Regions from separate parts of the Mus musculus genome. Here regions 2 and 3 are each linked to region 1. The links are chromatin contacts, called in public HiChIP or PLAC-seq maps. All regions are on one chromosome and are shown on one strand. Each heading gives the region's core, a stretch centred on a gene start, on an enhancer-like site or on the middle of the called end of the contact. The rest is flanking DNA. Distances are from core to core; before and after follow the strand shown.

The links. HiChIP or PLAC-seq counts read pairs in DNA pulled down with a chosen protein or histone mark.
Region 2: a contact with region 1 is called in a FOXA1 HiChIP or PLAC-seq map of pancreatic cancer cells. The contact joins two enhancer-like sites. A contact is called at or near these places in 2 of 484 Hi-C or Micro-C datasets (the 63-12 cell line and pro-B cells) and 17 of 115 datasets of contacts at active chromatin or transcription factors (the SCID.adh cell line, bone marrow-derived dendritic cells, bone marrow-derived macrophages and 14 more).
Region 3: a contact with region 1 is called in a CTCF HiChIP or PLAC-seq map of the NIH/3T3 cell line, with 5 read pairs. The contact joins the promoter of 4930572O13Rik here to the enhancer-like site in region 1. A contact is called at or near these places in 1 of 39 promoter capture datasets (embryonic stem cells), 1 of 15 datasets of contacts at CTCF or cohesin (the NIH/3T3 cell line), 2 of 484 Hi-C or Micro-C datasets (the 63-12 cell line and nephron progenitors) and 12 of 115 datasets of contacts at active chromatin or transcription factors (bone marrow-derived macrophages, cardiomyocytes, craniofacial prominence and 9 more).

What each region holds. Positions count from the first base shown.
Region 1 is chr14:25,475,193-25,478,428 of GRCm38.p6, forward strand. All of the region lies in intron 1 of Zmiz1 (zinc finger, MIZ-type containing 1), which reads left to right. Among named protein-coding and RNA genes, the nearest start is that of Zmiz1, 18 kb to the left of the region's middle. Within about 2 kb of position 1,494, at least 109 of the 459 cell types and tissues checked have an H3K27ac peak or open chromatin away from gene starts, as enhancers often do. A contact at or near this core is called in the NIH/3T3 cell line and pancreatic cancer cells, where this site is marked.
Region 2 is chr14:25,159,502-25,162,718 of GRCm38.p6, forward strand. No RefSeq gene overlaps it. Among named protein-coding and RNA genes, the nearest start is that of 4930572O13Rik, 18 kb to the left of the region's middle. Within about 2 kb of position 1,405, at least 19 of the 459 cell types and tissues checked have an H3K27ac peak or open chromatin away from gene starts, as enhancers often do. A contact at or near this core is called in pancreatic cancer cells, where this site is marked.
Region 3 is chr14:25,141,816-25,144,670 of GRCm38.p6, forward strand. 4930572O13Rik (RIKEN cDNA 4930572O13 gene) reads right to left here and starts at 1,426. Exons shown (of 3, transcript NR_045718.1): 1 at 1,324-1,426; 2 at 1-138. The region is part of intron 4 of Gm32224 (a long non-coding RNA gene); the gene reads left to right.

The DNA.
Region 1 (3,236 bases), core at 244-2,743:
ATCCAGCTTCAAACCGGTGCTTTCTGTTTCTGCCTGAGTAGTGCCTTGATTTGCCTTGTTTGAACAGCTACTTTAATTTTTTCTCTTTGGGGTCCCTTCTAGTGATAAGTACACGCCTTATTTTATTTGGATTTCTCATGGAGAACAGCAGGGAGGGTTAGTAAGCTCTGCCTTGATTGTTCTTCACTCTGTACCTGGCTTGGTGGTGGTGGTGGTTGTTGTTGTTTACTTCTGGAGCCCCAGTCTTCCAACCCTTTTCATTGTCTGCTGACAGCTATGTGCAGTTGGCTGGCAGTGCATCTGCTAGTGTGCTAGTGCAGGCTTCGCCCTGCACAAATGCTGCTTACGTGGTAGCTCCCTGCTGATGATAAATTTATTAAATAACATCCTGGAGAACAATGGTAAAGTATCTATGGGGAGGGAAGACTTTATTCTAAACTTGCATAAGGTCACCTTAAGACTCAGGCTAGGGTTGTTATCACCTGGCTGAGCTGCCTGCAACTTGGAGTCACCTTGATGCCACCCTATGCCTGCGACCATGAGATTGGGTTTCTGTCCTAGGCACTTGTCTTGTGGTATAACACCTGGACTCGACCTTCTGATGCCCAAAGCCCTCTAGACTCCATTCTTGCCCTGTCTCCCCTTGGCCACCAGAATGGATCTAAATAGAAGACACCTGAGCCATGGACACCTGCCCCCTTTGCTCACTAATCCTGTGGGCCTTTCCACAGCAAGGCCTGGCCTTTAGGCTGCCTGTTATCAGGCCCCAGCCATGATTTCACTTGTACAGACTTTGTGCATTCTGTCTCCCCTGCTCTGTATGCCTGGGGAACTCCTAAGCACCCTGCAAAGCCTGCCTCAAGCCACAGCCTGCCCTAGCCCAACAGCAGAGTCAAGTGTATAGGCCGCCCTTGCCCGATTCCTCAGGCACTGCTTGCCGACTTCTGTGGGATCCTTTGTCATCAGGATGGCCGCCACTCTCAGCCCTGACTCGCCAACACCCTGCACTGCGGCTGGCAGCTAGCAAGCATTCCAGAACGCTCTCTACACAGTGAATAATAAGTGACGCCACCTTTGACACAGTGCTGGTGGGTTTGTGGTTTGGATGCACATCCTCGTATTCAGAAGGAGTGAACCACCTCAGTGTGGTTCATTCCCAGATTGCAGCTGGGCCCATAAGCCTGGCCCAGCCCCTCTGTGCTTTCTTGACCTTCTTCACCTTCCCAGTTGGAGCAGAGAGCCTGGCCTGGCTCTCAGAGCATCTTCAGGGCAAGGCAAAATGTGCAAAATGGTCGGGTCTGTAGACACCTGTACTTCAGTTACTCCTCTGCCTTGCTGACTGCCCTGGTTTTGCTGGCTTGGAGAACTCTCTCAGTTTTGGAAGCCTGGCCAGGCTGAAGGGCCTCTTGGGCAAGACCCTGGGCAGATCTGGGGCCTGAACCACATAGGCAGCCTACACACCAGGCAAGTCTATGGCAAATGGCCCTGGCTTGCCAGCTCTGGGGAGGGTAGAGGGAGGGCCACCTTCTGCTGGGTAAACATGGTGTCCAGGCCTGCCCAGGCACGTCCCTGGCTCTTTCGGTTAAAGACACAGGACAGCATTTCATTTCACCAAGGCTGGAGTTGCTGGGTGGCAATGAGAAATGACAGGTAGGGACACGAGGAAGACTCTAAGCCTTGCTGGACTCTTAACCAGATCAGGCTGCAGGAGGATGTTAGGGGGCCAGGCTCTGACTGTAGTCCCTCCCCACGGTGCCATCTTTTCTCTGCTAGCTGCTCCTGAGCCCTCAGGGGTGGGTGGGCTTTGAGCTACTCCTGGGTTAAGCCAGGTCTGACTGGAGCCACCTCTGCATTCCTACTGCAGACACATTCCAGTCCACGCTTACCCAAGGTGGCTCTTTGTTCTCTGGGACACCCACTGGACTCCAGGCAGTCTTCTGGGCTTGTTCCTGGAACATCAGCCTCTGCAATGGGTGATCCCATCCATCTCCTGGACTTGGAGTGGTGCTCAGCACCATGTCTCTGGATCTTTTTCTTGACATTAGGCCTTCTGCTAACAGTGTGTGTATGGGGTTGGGGGGAGGGGTGTGCCAGAAGACAACTTTTAGGAGTCAGTTCTTTCTTTCCATTTGGCGTGTCAGTACCTGTTGATCATCTCTTTGGCTCGACTCTTTGTTTTGATCCATCTGTTGGTGTGCCTGAGTAACATTCTGGGCATAGTGACCAGCATTGCCCGAATGGAGAGCCCTGAGTGTTGCCTGGACTGTTTGCCCTCGGGAGATGGAAGGGTTGCTGCCTCTTGGGAGCGCTTCTGTAGTTCATAGCAGAGGCAGAACTGTCCCAGGTCCTCTGTTCTCATCCACTGGAGCTGAGTGGTCCTGCTCTATAGCCCTGACCTTTGTGTGAACAGTTTCCAAGACGGCTGTGGAGACAGAGAGCAGGGCTGACACTCCAGCTCACTTACCTTCCCACGATAGACCTGCTGGGTCTTGCTTTCTCCTGTCTTCTACAGTGTAGAGCTAATGTGGCATGCTTGGCTTATGGCAGGGTTAGCAGGGGAGCCTCCCGGAGCCTCCTGGGAGTCCTGAAAGCTGGGCCGTTCCATGGAATCACTCTGTTAGATACTGTAGGAAGCAGGTAGAAATTGGAAGTCCTGGGTCCTGGTGGACACGGAGAGGTTTGTGCTGTGTGTGCCAGCATGCTCAGGTGCACCAGCAAAATTCCTTTGTCAGTTCATCATAGACTTCGGCTTGGGAGGCTAGGAACTCACTATCTGGAGGGCAGGCACCCAACTCTGACCCCCAGCTGCATCTGGGACTGAGGACCAGTTCCTGCCCTGGTCTCTGTCCCACTCCTCACTGACAAGGCCACCACTCTTTCACGTCCTCTTGACCATCTGGGCCCTCCCAAGCTCCTGGGTTTCTGGAGGGAGGGGACAGGTTGCAAAGATCCGGGAAGAGCTGGAGTGTAATTTTATTTCTGTGGTTTTCCTTTCAAGCTGTCACGGTAAATCTATTTTGCTTGTCACTTTGTAAGTCATTATGCAGAATTAAACCTTTTACTAGCTTTTAAGGCTTCTGAAGCCACGGACGGCCCACTCAGCCCCTGTGCTGCCTTCATCTTCCTCCCGCCTGCCTGAGGAACCTCTAAAGCTCGAGGCAAGCCCTGCTGCTGATTTCTTCAGGCCTGCTCATTAGATTGCATATGGAACCCAGGCCGGAGTGTGCCATTGCTCA
Region 2 (3,217 bases), core at 155-2,654, 320 kb before region 1:
AAGCAAATAGAAAAGAATGAAAGTCACCTTCCACCATAGAGAGAATGGAGCTTCCAGAGTGGCCCTCATGGGTGAGCCCGTCTTTCCAGCAATGACCAGCGTGGAGGGGAAGGATCACCTCCTTCTTGCCTCTGAAATGTTCACTCTTACGGAAAGTGAATGGAATCAGTGGAAAGTATGGACTCGGCACTTGTCATAACCGTAGACTAACTCATAGCAAAGGTAGTAATGTCACACGTCCACATTTCAGATTGAATACTCACCCACGGCTTTCCTTAGGAGAGGAGAGTAATCCCCATTGCCTTTTTTGATTATACAGAACTCAATTCCTCCTTCCAAGGACATGTGCTACCATCCAACTGTGATGTCTGCTCCAATCCTCCAGACAGAATACATTCATTGGTGGCAAACCACAAAGTCATCATCTTCTTAGTGACCACAGGGACCTGCTCAGTAAGAGCACCAAGGTAAGAGTAGAGTTCCTGTCCTGTTCAAGATTGCATCTTCACATTCTGTTTCTGTCACCCAGGAAGACATCCAAAGTCGAGGCACATCAGTTATGCCCTCCCAGAACACCCCAGAGCCTTGCTTTTCCTCTCTGAGAAAGAAGGAGGAGACTATTACTAAGTCAGTGTTTGTCACAATCCCCCAAGGGTTGTGGGCTAAAGCCCCAGTTCAATACACTGTGCTGGAGAAGATAGAAAGAATATGGCTCTCCTCATCTGTTCATCTGTGGGCTCTCACAGGCTGGCTAAGCACATGCACACTTACCTGTCCCATGAGCTTTGAGGGGATCTGGGATCCAGAAGCCAAGCATAGCTGTCCTTGTGGGGCAGAAGAGCATCTGGGATTGCCACACAGCAAATAGGCTTAGAATAGTCTCCCCACTTGGCTGACCCAACTAGACAGATGCTGAGCAACCCTCCTGATCGGTAACTGTGGTCTAGGTTAAAGACAGGCTACAGTGGTTTACCTCCATTGTCAATCTGGCTACAGTTAGAGACTCCTAGAACACAGAAACAGACCTTTGGGATGTCTGAAGATATTTTCAGAAAGGATTAACTGGCTATAGGTAAGATCCACTGGAATTCGGACCATACCACTCCTTATGGGATAGAGAGGGAGAGATGGGAGCTCCAAGTACAGAGATTCTCTTTGTTCTTAGCCCCCATGATGTGAGCTGTTCTACATCTCCACACTCTCCCATCATGATGGAGAGAACCCTCTGAAACCTTAGCCAAAAATACAGCAAACACACACACACACACACACACACACACACACACACACACACTAAAATAGCTGTACCAACATTTTGGTCACAGTGACAAATAGGTGACTAATATACCCAGGGCAATACTCATGGCTTGGAGGTAACTCTGTTGGGTTATTGTGCTTTGACAAAGAGCCTTCACTCTCAAGCTGGGTGGGGCACCTGGCCGGTCTTAGTGATGACAGGATTACATGGTTACATGGAGAGACGAACAAGGTGCTAAGAGACACCAGAGAATAACTGTGCTGCGTGTCAACCTTGGCACCTTGTCCATCCCTCTTTCTGTTCATCCCTCCCCTGGTTCACCTTAGCTGATCTCCTCACTGATCTTTTCCCTCAAGTCCTTCCCCTTTGCCTCCTGTCTTCTCAAAAGGACCCATCACTGCATATCAGAGCCATTTATGATCTACAGGGACATCTTGTCTGACTTGTACACTGCTGCAGCCCATTCATAGCACCATTCCACATTCTAGAATAAAAGTGGGGAGGAGAGAGCTGGGCACAGACATTCATGTCCCAGCCCCTTTCTCTGCTTCCCAGATGCTTCCTTAAATGGAATAATAAATAAATGATCATAAGACCGAGCCTGAGGGAGGTCACTGAGAGTTGAAACCAAAGAGGCCCGGGGAGGCCAAGGCATCACATCAGCCCTGCATGGAGACATTTGAGGGCTTCCTGGAAGAAGCAGAACTGAAGCTTGGAAAAGTCTCTGACTGTGAAGCATAGGCTGCCCTTCTGTACCCTTTATAAGCTCAATATGACTGTATATTAATTCAGGGTGGCAGACAGGATCCCACAACCACCAGATTGTTTATATTGTACTTGATCTTTGAACTAAAGTCCATGTTTAATGGAGGAAGCTTTGGAGGCAGAGGGGCATAGGCCATGGTAGAGTTAGGTAGCACTCTCTGTTCCTGAGAGCATCTTTTGGAGACCATGTCCTTGGATATTGCCAGACACTGGTCCAACCTCTTTTATCCTGGCTGTGCTGACACAGCTTGGTCTACTGCCTTCTTTTTATGCACACACTCACCCGACACTCACATCAAACCCTTCACAGCTAGGAAGGCTCTGAAGCCCCATGTGGGCATTCTCCACTGGAGGATGTGGGTATCACACCCACAGCCCTACAAAGGAAGGTCGGGGTCATCATTGGGCTCAACACCCAAGGAGCAGGCTTTGAGCTTGCTTGCACCCCAAGAGTTAAGGAGTATTGTCTCCTAGTGTTTGAGGGGGGCCATGTTTTTCAAGAATATTGTCTCCCAGTGTTTGAGTGGATCAGTGGTTTTCAGCCTAGCAATTTCATCACCACTCAAGCGTGAAGTGTGATCTGCAAGATGTGTTTGTCTGGCATCCAACCTCGGCTCCACCACATCCTTCCGAATTTCTCTGAAACTCAGCATCTTCCTCTGTGGAACCTCCCTGAAATGTCTGTTGTGCTTTCTCGAGAAAACTGATATTTTACTTTTTTTTTTTCGGTTAACCAACGTTTCTTAGAAACTAAAAGAAATCATCAAGACCAGGGTGGGGCCTAGGGAGCATAGGGCATGGCAACCTATAGACCAGGGAGTCTGCCAGCTGGTCCACCTGAGAAATGTGAGAGCTAGAAGAGAATACTCAGGATGCTGATAGCAAAGAGAAGGTATGCATCGGTGTGACGTGAAGCACCCTGTAGCCCTGAGGTGAGATCCCAGGCATGGCAGTATGGAAGATGTTGGCATAAAGTGAAACAGCATTTTAGTCAAAAACCTAAATTGCTAAAATTACCTAGAAAGGTAGACATTTCATCAGATGAAACCCCAAAGAACTTGGAGGGAAAATTTAAAGGATTGTATTGCTAAACATTTTTTTCACTAAGGAAAAAAAAGGCTTAAATAGCTTTGTAGAATGGTTTGTCAAAAGATTTTTTAAAATAATTTCAAGAGATTAAACTGTTTCCAATGT
Region 3 (2,855 bases), core at 176-2,675, 330 kb before region 1:
TCCTTAGCAAGCCTTCATTGGTGTACCCAGAGTTTGCTCAGCAACTCAGATAAAGGTTCCCTCTGAGGCTGTGAGACACTGGAGCTCCAAGCAGGCCGATCCATCCAGAAATGGTATGGTCTTGCGGAAACAGTGGGCCTGGATGGAGAAAGAAATGTGGCTAAGTGAGAGAGAAAATTCCCCTAGGAAGATCTATTAGGCTGTGAAATAGTATTCCACAGGAAGCGGTGGAGGGGGTGCCCGGAGGTATTTAAAGCTGTGCTGGACTAAGTAATAGAAGCCTCGTGGTGTGTGGAGTGGCTGAGAACTGGCCTCGGGGGAGCTGCTGCTGTGCCCTAATAGGTCGACTCCAATAGAAGTAATTTCCGAGCCCGCCCCAGCATTCCATGGAGCTACACTGCTTTTGCCAGGCAAAGAAGGTGTTCACTTACAGCTCAGAAAAAGCCCCAGGGTTTGGTGCCCGCCTAGCCATCATTTGTTAACAGGCTGGCAGTCCCCAGCAAACAGATGTCTACATTCAGCAAACCCCTCTCAAAATCGCATCTGCCTTTCAGGATGGAAATTGACAAGTTACTCTTCAAATTCTTATAGAATCACAAGGCACTCAACGGAGCCAAAAAGGATTTCTAGACAGAATCAAGTATGAAAATTCCCACTTCCTGGTGTCAAGATTTACTATAGAGACTCTATGATACTCACACAAAAATAAACATATAGATCCATAGCATAGATCTCAGGGTCCATAAATAGAATCAATACATGTATAGTCAATTAATGGGTTTTTGTTTGTTTTCTCCTTTTTCTTCTTTTTGTCATGTGTTTGTGTATGTAGTATGTATCCATGCATGTTTATGTTTGTGTTCACATGTGTGTTGGCGCACATGTATGTGAGTGCCTGTACTCATGTGTGTGTGCCTTTGTTCATGTCTGTGCACACATTTAGAAGCCAGAGGCTGATGTCAGGAATCCTCAACTACTTTTCCACCTTATTACTTTTGAAGTGGCCTGTCTTATGAACCCATAACTCATTAATACAGCTGATCTCACCAGAGAACTTGACCCAGGGTTCCCTTTCTCTACCTTTTGAGGATGGAACTCTAGACTGGTTACTACACGTACCCAGTATATACATGAGCTCTGGAGATCTTGAACGTTGGTCCCCCTGTGTGCCTGACCAGCTAATTAATCACTAAACCATGCCCCACTTGTGGTCAGTTGCTTTTTGACAAGCATGCCAAGACAATAAGAAAGAGCAGGCTAATCAGCAAATGTTGCTGGAACAGTTGAATATCCACAAACAAAAGAACGAAATCGGATCCTTACCATCACACCCCATGCAAAGCAATGTCCGAACATGTAAAAATACTTTAAGGAAAGAAAGCATGAGAGTTCACCAACCCCTGATTTGGCACTGCTTCTTATATCTGAGGCCAAAATACAAACTCCAAAGAGAAAAACAGACTAGATTTCATCACAATAAGATTCTAGAATCCTCCCTCTCTCTCTGTATATTCTGAACCTCTTACAATTTAGTAACAAATAGAGAAAATGTACACACTTTAGAATGGGCAAGGAATTTGATAAATGTTTCTCCAGAGAAGATACACAGTATCGAACAGAAAGTGATCAGAATGGTTCATTAGTAGGAAATACAAATCAAAACGGTAACAAAATACCAATTCACACCTGCTGGGGTGGTTTAAATAAAGACAAAAGTTGAAGAGCGGCTGTCGGATGTGGACAAACAAGACCCTTCGAGCATCACTGAATGAGGAGAGAGCTCAAGCACTTTAGCGGCCATTCAAAATGATACAACGTCAACAGCAACAATCTCACTTCTCATAATTGACCCAAAGGATTGGATGCAAGCTGTTGATTGATGTTTACATTATGTGTTATAATATAGGGCCAGAGTGACTGCTCATTGGATGAAGATGCTTGCCAACAAGCCTGGTGACCTGAGTTCAATCCCCAGGATTCTAGATGGACTGACTCCTGCTGCAAACCCATCAAATTGAATACTGCACCAGTGAACAGGGAATGAATGACATGCACTGTGACATGGAAGAGAGCATCCATCCATCCATCCATCCATCCATCCATCCATCCATCCATCCATTATATCTATCTATCTATCTATCTATCTATCTATCTATCTATCTATCTTTCTATCTACCTACCTATCTATCTATCTATCTACCTATCTATCTATCTATCTATCTATCTTTCTTTCTTTCTATCTATCTATCTATCTATCTATCTATCTATCTATCTATCTATCTATCTTTCTATCTATCTATCTATCTATCTATCTATCTATCTATCTATCTATCCATCCATCCATCCATCCATCCATCCAGTATCTCTATCTATCTATCTATCTATCTATCTATCTATCTATCTATCTATCTATCTATCGATCGATCTATCTATCTATCGATCTATCTATCCATCCATTATATCTATCTATCCATCCATCCACCCATCCATCCATTATCTCTATCTATCTATCTATCTATCTATCTATCTATCTATCTATCTATCTTTCTTTCTTTCTTTCTATCTATCTATCTATCTATCTATCTATCTATCTTTCTATCTATCTATCTATCTATCTATCTATCTATCCATCCATCCATCCATCCATCCAGTATCTCTATCTATCTATTTATCTATCTATCTATCTATCTATCTATCTATCTATCTATCTATCTATCGATCTATCTATCCATCCATTATATCTATCTATCCATCCATCCACCCATCCATCCATTATCTCTATCTATCTATCTATCTATCTATCTATCTATCTATCTATCTATCTATCTATCTATCTATGCATCCATCCATTATAT